Regions from separate parts of the Pan troglodytes genome. Here region 2 is linked to region 1. Evidence: chromatin contacts called from public Hi-C data. All regions are on one chromosome and are shown on one strand. The core of a region is the stretch at or near the end of the contact, and the rest is flanking DNA. Distances in the headings are between cores, read along the strand shown.

Region 1 (3,143 bases), core at 132-2,631:
TCGGCCCAGATCGTACGTGCGGTGACTCCGGTGGGTGGGCAGGGCCCGCGTGGGCGGTGAGCCTCTCTCCGGGTACCCTCCCACCTAGCGCGCGCCCCCTCCCCCTGCACCTAAGACGACAGAGGGGGACGCCGCACGCCTGGTGCCCATGGACCCGCGTGGGGCACGGAGCCCCCACGCGCGCGCTCGCACGCACGTCCCCAGCCGGGAGAGGCGCTCGCAGCGGCCCGCGGCGCCAGCCGGGCACGACCGCTTACCTTGGCATGGTGGAGGTAGAGCAGCAAGGCAAGGCTCCAATGCACCCAAGACAGCAGAAAGTTCATGGTTTCGGAGGCCCGACCGGGGCCGGCGCGGCTCGCGCTCCCTCTCCGGCTTGGGCTGTGGGGCGGCCCGCTCTCCTCGGCGCCTCGGCGAGCTACTCTTCCTCCCCGGCCCGAGGCCCGGGCCAGGGCCTGGGGAGCGCGCGCGGCTGGAGCACTGTCTGCGCACACCGCCGCCTCACCCGTCCATGAGCCCGGCTTCCGAGCGCCGAGTCGCCACTGCGGCCCCCTCTCCTCTTCCTTCTCTTCTTCCTCCTCCCCCTCCTCCGGCTGCGGCTCCTCCCGGCCCGAGCTAGCACTTCTCGCGGCTCCGCTCGGCTCGGCTTCCCCCGCGCGGACCACGGCTCCTCCGAAGCGAGAACAGCCCAGAAGTTGGACGAAAAGTTTCAGTGCGACGCCGCGAGCCCCGACCCCCTCCACCCCGCCTCCGGGCGCGGGCTCCGGCCCCTGCCCGCGGCTCGCCGCCGCGTCCACTGTCCGCCGCCGGCCGGGGAGGAGGTGGGCGCTGGGGCTGGGGGCGGTGTCTGTCTGTCTGTCCGTCAGCGCGACTGGTCAGCTGCGGGATCCCAAGGGGGAGGGCTCACGCCGCGCTCCGGCGGTCACCCCCAAAAGCAGGTCACTCACTTTGCCCCTGTCCCTCTCGCTGCTCGCACGCCCGCGCGCTCTCTCTGGCCCCGTCTCTCTCTTCCTCGACTTCTCTCTGGAGCTCTTGCTACCTCTTTCCTCTTTCTGCTGGTTTCCAAAATCCACAGTGATTTGGGGAAGTAGAGCAATCTCCCCAAGCCGTCGGCCCGATTCAAGTGGGGAATGGCAAGCAAAAATAAATTAAAACGAGAAACAATACAGTTTTAAAAAAAAATGTTTAAGAAAAAAGAAGAGGGATAAAACCCGGATCAATGAATATCAAATTCCAGCACCGAGCGCCCTGGCCGGTGAGTCCGCTGACCAGTCCACCTAACCGCTGCGCCTCCCGACAGAGCGCTGGTGCTAGCCCCCAGCGCCACGACCTCCGAGCTACCCGGCTGCCCCAAGCCTCCGCGATCCTCCCCGCTACCAGCCGACTTTTAAAAAAAAGGGGGGGGCGCATGGCTCCGCCCCGCCGGGACCCCGCCCCCGGCCCGCCCCGGGGGGCGGGGACAGGCGAGCCTCAGCCCCTCCACACGCGGCTCGGGCCCGGGCTCTGCGGACGCCCAGTGAAGCCTGGCCCGCAGCCCGCCGCAATGAAGGGGAAGCTCGACCCCCACCAAGGTTCACAGCCTGAAAATTACCCATCCGCCCCCGGAAACTCTGTCCAGAGACACGCGCCCGCGGGGCATTGGCGAGGAGGGAGCAGGAAAGTGAGGTTACGTGCGGACAGGGCCTGAGAGCCGTTCCCTCTTTGCTAGGAATATTGAAGGGGGCAGGGGAAGGCGGAGAGCCGGACAGGGACGGGTGGGGAGAGGGACACACAGATCTATTGGAATCCCGGAGTGACCCCTGGCCTTCTCCCCGCTCCAACGCCCTCAACCCCACACGCACACACTCACTCACCCACACAGACACACACGTCCTCACTCTCGAAGACGCTGCTCGCTCCATTCACCCAGCTTCCCTGTGGTGGCCGAGCGCCCCCTAGTGACTGCCGTCTGCACACCCCGGCTCTGGCTAAAGAGGGAATGGGCTTTGGAAAGGGGGTGGGGGGAGTTTGCTCCTGGACCCCCTATTTCTGACCTCCCAAACAGCTACATATTTGGGACTGGAGTTGCTTCATGTACAGAGAGCCCAGGGCTGGGCACAGGGGCCACAGTGTGTCCCTCTGACAATGTGCCATCTGGAGCCCTCATCTGGCCTGCAGACATCAAAGTGAGCGGCAGCCAACAGGCTGGAGTGACTGGGGTCCTTTGGGAAGTGTCCAGGGATGCTTCCCAGGGGAGAAGAATTTGGCACCAAGTTTGTGGAGCTGAGAACGGGAAGCTGTGTGGTTCCGGGGTTAGTCAGTGACTGGGAGGGAAGAGGACCTGTTGGAGCCCACGTATGCACTGTGGAGTCTGGCAAAACCCAAAGGGGGAGGCAGCTGGGCAGACAGAGGCCCTTGTTCCTGCTGCCCCCCCAACCCCAGATGTTGCCAGGGAACTGAGGCCAGGGGGCTGGTGGGGGCGGGTGGAGGCCAGGGCCTGCGTGATGATTCAAACCTACCCGCCAGCACTAAGGAACGTCTGTAGGCCAGCTGCCCAGAGCTCCCACCAGGCCAGGGGCCAAGGCTTCTATCAGCCCAAGCCCAGACTCATAGCTCATCTTCTGAACAGAAATGGGGGTTTCTTCTCAGCTCCCCCATTCCCTCAGGATCCCTTGGCTACTTCTCCAGGCTCACAGCTTCTCCCCTATCCTTCCCCCAGTCCCCTCCCTTACCTCCAAGCCCCCTTTTCCTCCAACTCTCCACATCTTCCCTAAGTGCTCCCAAAGGCCCCCATCCCATTCTTGCATATAGGACGCAGCTTGGAAAAATTCCTGGCTGGTTTCTGACCTGGCTATTTCCAGGCTGCCCCAGGGAACAAAGTTGGGGCTCTGAGGCCTGTGGGAAGAGTGGGACCAGTCAGTCTGATTATCCACCCAGATCTTGCCAGGGTCTGGCCTACAGCTGGCATAGCCTCTGTGGAGGCATGGACTGAGAATGGGAATGCAGCAATTTCCCTCAATTTAACCAAAACGCTCCAGGGAGCTTACCTATTCAGCCCCATCCTCAGCACATGTTGCTGTGGTTTGGTGGAGGTGCTAGGTTACCTCCCCAGTACCCCCAGTTCCATCGGTATGGTGTCCTAAGGCCCTTATGAGGAAAAGGGCTAG
Region 2 (3,013 bases), core at 345-2,844, 230 kb before region 1:
CCTCCGGAGCACGCTGAGGTGTTTACCTGCTTTCCTATGTCCGGGGTGGAGGGGGTGTCCTCTCTCCTCCCTCAAACTGGAGGCACCTAGGGTTACCAGATCTGGCAAATAAAAACACAAGACTTCCAGTTAAACTGGATACTTTAAATAGTGTAAGTCTGTCCCAAATATTGTATGGGACAGACTTATGCTAAAATATTATTCGTTGTTTATCTGATATTCAATTTAATTGGACGTCTTGTATTTTTTTTCCTGGCAGCCCTTGAGGCATTGAAATGTCTAATCCATGTCTGGAAACAGATTGATGGTTCCCGAAAGTCCAGTGGGTATCCCTCATTTGAGAGATCCCTAAGGGCAGGGTCGTGTCTCTCCCCTTACACTGGGAGTTTCCTGAAGCCCAGATACTGAGTTTCACCCTAAAGAAGGCAGCTCTGAGAGCACTATATGTGTCCCCCGTCAGACTGGGAGCTTCCTGAGGACAGGGCTAAATTTCACCCATGAGAGTAACGCTTCAAGGTCAGTGTCTGTGACCTGTGACACTGGGGTTTCCTGAGGCATGGTCTGTCCGCTTCCTAGAGGGCAAGTCTGTCTCCTCCCTCACGTCTCACTCTCCCACCCCCACCCCACCCCAGGCTGCTGGAGGCTCCTCCTCCATTAGTGTTGCTTCCTGCCCATAGAGGGTGCTAGGGGCCCAGCGGACTGGCCTACGGATGGATGGGACCTGTTTATTGGGACTCGGGGCTTCAGTCCTTCGGGGTTGATGCACTTGAGAATAATGAGGGTGGGGTCCCCAACCTGTGAGGCTTGCTGAGGCAGTTGAGGGCCAGGTCTACTGGGGCCAGAGGCGGTGGCCAGCATGTGGGAGAAGCTCTGGGTGCTGGGTACCCACTGTTTCTTCCAGGAAGGGACAGTGTGGCCCTTGGTACAGAACATCCTGCCCACCTCCTCTCATAACCATTGAAGCCAAGCCCCAGTCCTCCACCAGCCTCTCCAGACCCCACTGCCTAACCTTTGCTTGTGCTGTTCTTTCTGCCAGAAATACTCTGTCTTCCTGCTTTGAGGACAGCTGAAGTCTCGCCACTTCTTCTGGATGCTCTGACCATCGGTAAGGTGGGCTGCTTGTGCCTGGGGGTCTTCTGGTGAAAAGAGCCCTCCATCTACTCCCTCCTTCCTCAACAACTTTGGCCACAGGGGCCAAAGAGGGGGCCAAGGTGGGGGAGGGGAGAGACAGGAACATTGGGGGAGCATAGGCAGAAGGGGAGTAAGAATAGGAACCTCCTTCCCCCCAACCCATCCCCCTGAAGCCCCTTCACAAGTCCCTTCATCCCCTCAGGGCCTCTGAACTCTTTCTCCTTGAAGCTGAGGGAAGCCCTGGAGAAGCGCTTTCCCACGGTCACAGCCTCAACAAACCCCTGCCCCCTTCTCCTTTGACTGCAGCCACCTCAGTCTCACCCTCCGCAGAATGCAGGCCCACTCCGTTGCTGAAGGGCCTCCTCCTTGGGCCAGGGCGCCTGCTTCTGCCAGTGGCATCATCACCCCACTCCTCAGCCGCCAGTCATCAGGTTGGCAATTAGCTACTTCCTCTCAGCTGCATGAGGCCACCAAACGTCACAGCCCCTCCCCTGGCCTGCCGCGGCGGGAGTGCTGGGGGCTGCCCCTACCCTTTGTAGTCAGTGCCAAGTCCTGGCTCAGTCCCCCTTCCCTACAACCTACTGAGTGCTAGGGTAATGAGCCTCCCATCTAGGGAGCTGAAAGCCTCGCTGCCTTCTCCCCGCTTCAAACCTCCTCCCCCATGTCACCCTATCCCATTGGGTGAGGACACTCCCGCTGCCTGGGTGGGGTGATGCCTGCTCAAGGGCACTAGCAGCCTGGGTGGGGCTTAAGACTCAGGTGTCTCTGTCCCCAGTCAGAGGCGGTTTTCACCAGCCCCTTACCTGGGGCCCAGGAGTCTGAACTGAAGATGGTGGCAGTTATTTGGGAAGGGGAGAGAAATGGGGACTCATTCTACAGACCCCCAGACATGCAGGGGGCAGGCCCTTCATGAACACCCACATGGGCTCATTTGCCTGTGTCTAGGCACACACACGGTTACAATCTAGGCAATGTATGCTCCACTGCACTGTACCCACATGTGCCCCAGGTGGGCAAGTAAGCCCACTTGCCCAGATACCCCTCATGCCCACACATCCCTCCTCCAGGTGTGTGCGTGCAAACTCACTGACATACAGTACTCAAAAAGGCAGTGAGCTTGCTGCCACACCAAAAACAAAACCGGGACCCTACAGAGGAATCTAGAAGCATGGGAGGGAAGGAGAGACCACCCCAACACTCGCTACCCCACAGACCAGGGAATCTTCCTGGGGAAGGATGGGAGGAAGTCTGCACTTCAGGGATATGTGTGGGCTACGCAGGTGGGCCGTGGTGGAAGCAGTTGTGTTGGAGTCTGGGTTGGGGGTGGAGGATGTGGATTTCCGGAGAGAATTGAAAAATTCCAACACATATAAACAAAGGCATGTGATCTTAGGCAGATCACTTAACTTCTTGGGGGCCCCAGTGACTGCATCTGTAAAATGGGAATAATGAGAACACCATTTAAACTTGGTTGTCAAATTTATTTTATTTTTATTTATTTATTTATTTTTAGAGACACGGTCTGACTTTGTTACCCGGGCTGGAGTGCAGTGGTGCAATCATGGCTCACTGCAGCCTTAACCTCCTGGGCTAAGTGATCCTCTCGCCAAGGCTAGGATAAGTAGCTAGGACTACAGATGCGCCCCATCACGCCCAGCTAATTTTACAACTTCTGTAGAGATGGAGTGTTGCTGTGTTGCCCAGGCTGGTCTTGAATTCCTGGGCTCAAGCGATCCTCCTGTGTCCGGAATTGGTGGGTTCTTGGTCTCACTGACTTCAAGAATGAAGCCGCGGACCCTCGCGGTGAGTGTTACAGTTCTTAAAGACAGCGTGTCCAGAGTTTGTTCCTTCTGATGTTCAGATGTGTTCAGAGTTTCTTCCT

What was found. A called contact is a pair of places that touch in the nucleus more often than the background predicts.
Region 2: a contact with region 1 is called in a Hi-C map of stem cell-derived neural progenitor cells, with 9 times the contacts expected there. The contact joins the promoter of LINC03040 here to the promoter of VEGFA in region 1. A contact is called at or near these places in 1 of 7 Hi-C or Micro-C datasets (stem cell-derived neural progenitor cells) and 1 of 1 datasets of contacts at active chromatin or transcription factors (stem cell-derived excitatory neurons).

What each region holds. Positions count from the first base shown.
Region 1 is chr5:49,660,341-49,663,483 of NHGRI_mPanTro3-v2.0_pri, reverse strand. VEGFA (vascular endothelial growth factor A) reads right to left here and starts at 1,381. Exons shown (of 5, transcript XM_063813048.1): 1 at 258-1,381. The coding sequence starts at 323.
Region 2 is chr5:49,895,632-49,898,644 of NHGRI_mPanTro3-v2.0_pri, reverse strand. It overlaps LINC03040 (long intergenic non-protein coding RNA 3040), which reads right to left and starts at 1,594. Exons shown (of 4, transcript XM_003950854.6): 1 at 1,453-1,594; 2 at 1,010-1,136; 3 at 27-101. The coding sequence starts at 1,533. It overlaps LOC104006851 (a long non-coding RNA gene), which reads left to right and starts at 1,033. Exons shown (of 4, transcript XR_010158021.1): 1 at 1,033-1,110; 2 at 1,438-1,562; 3 at 2,645-2,934.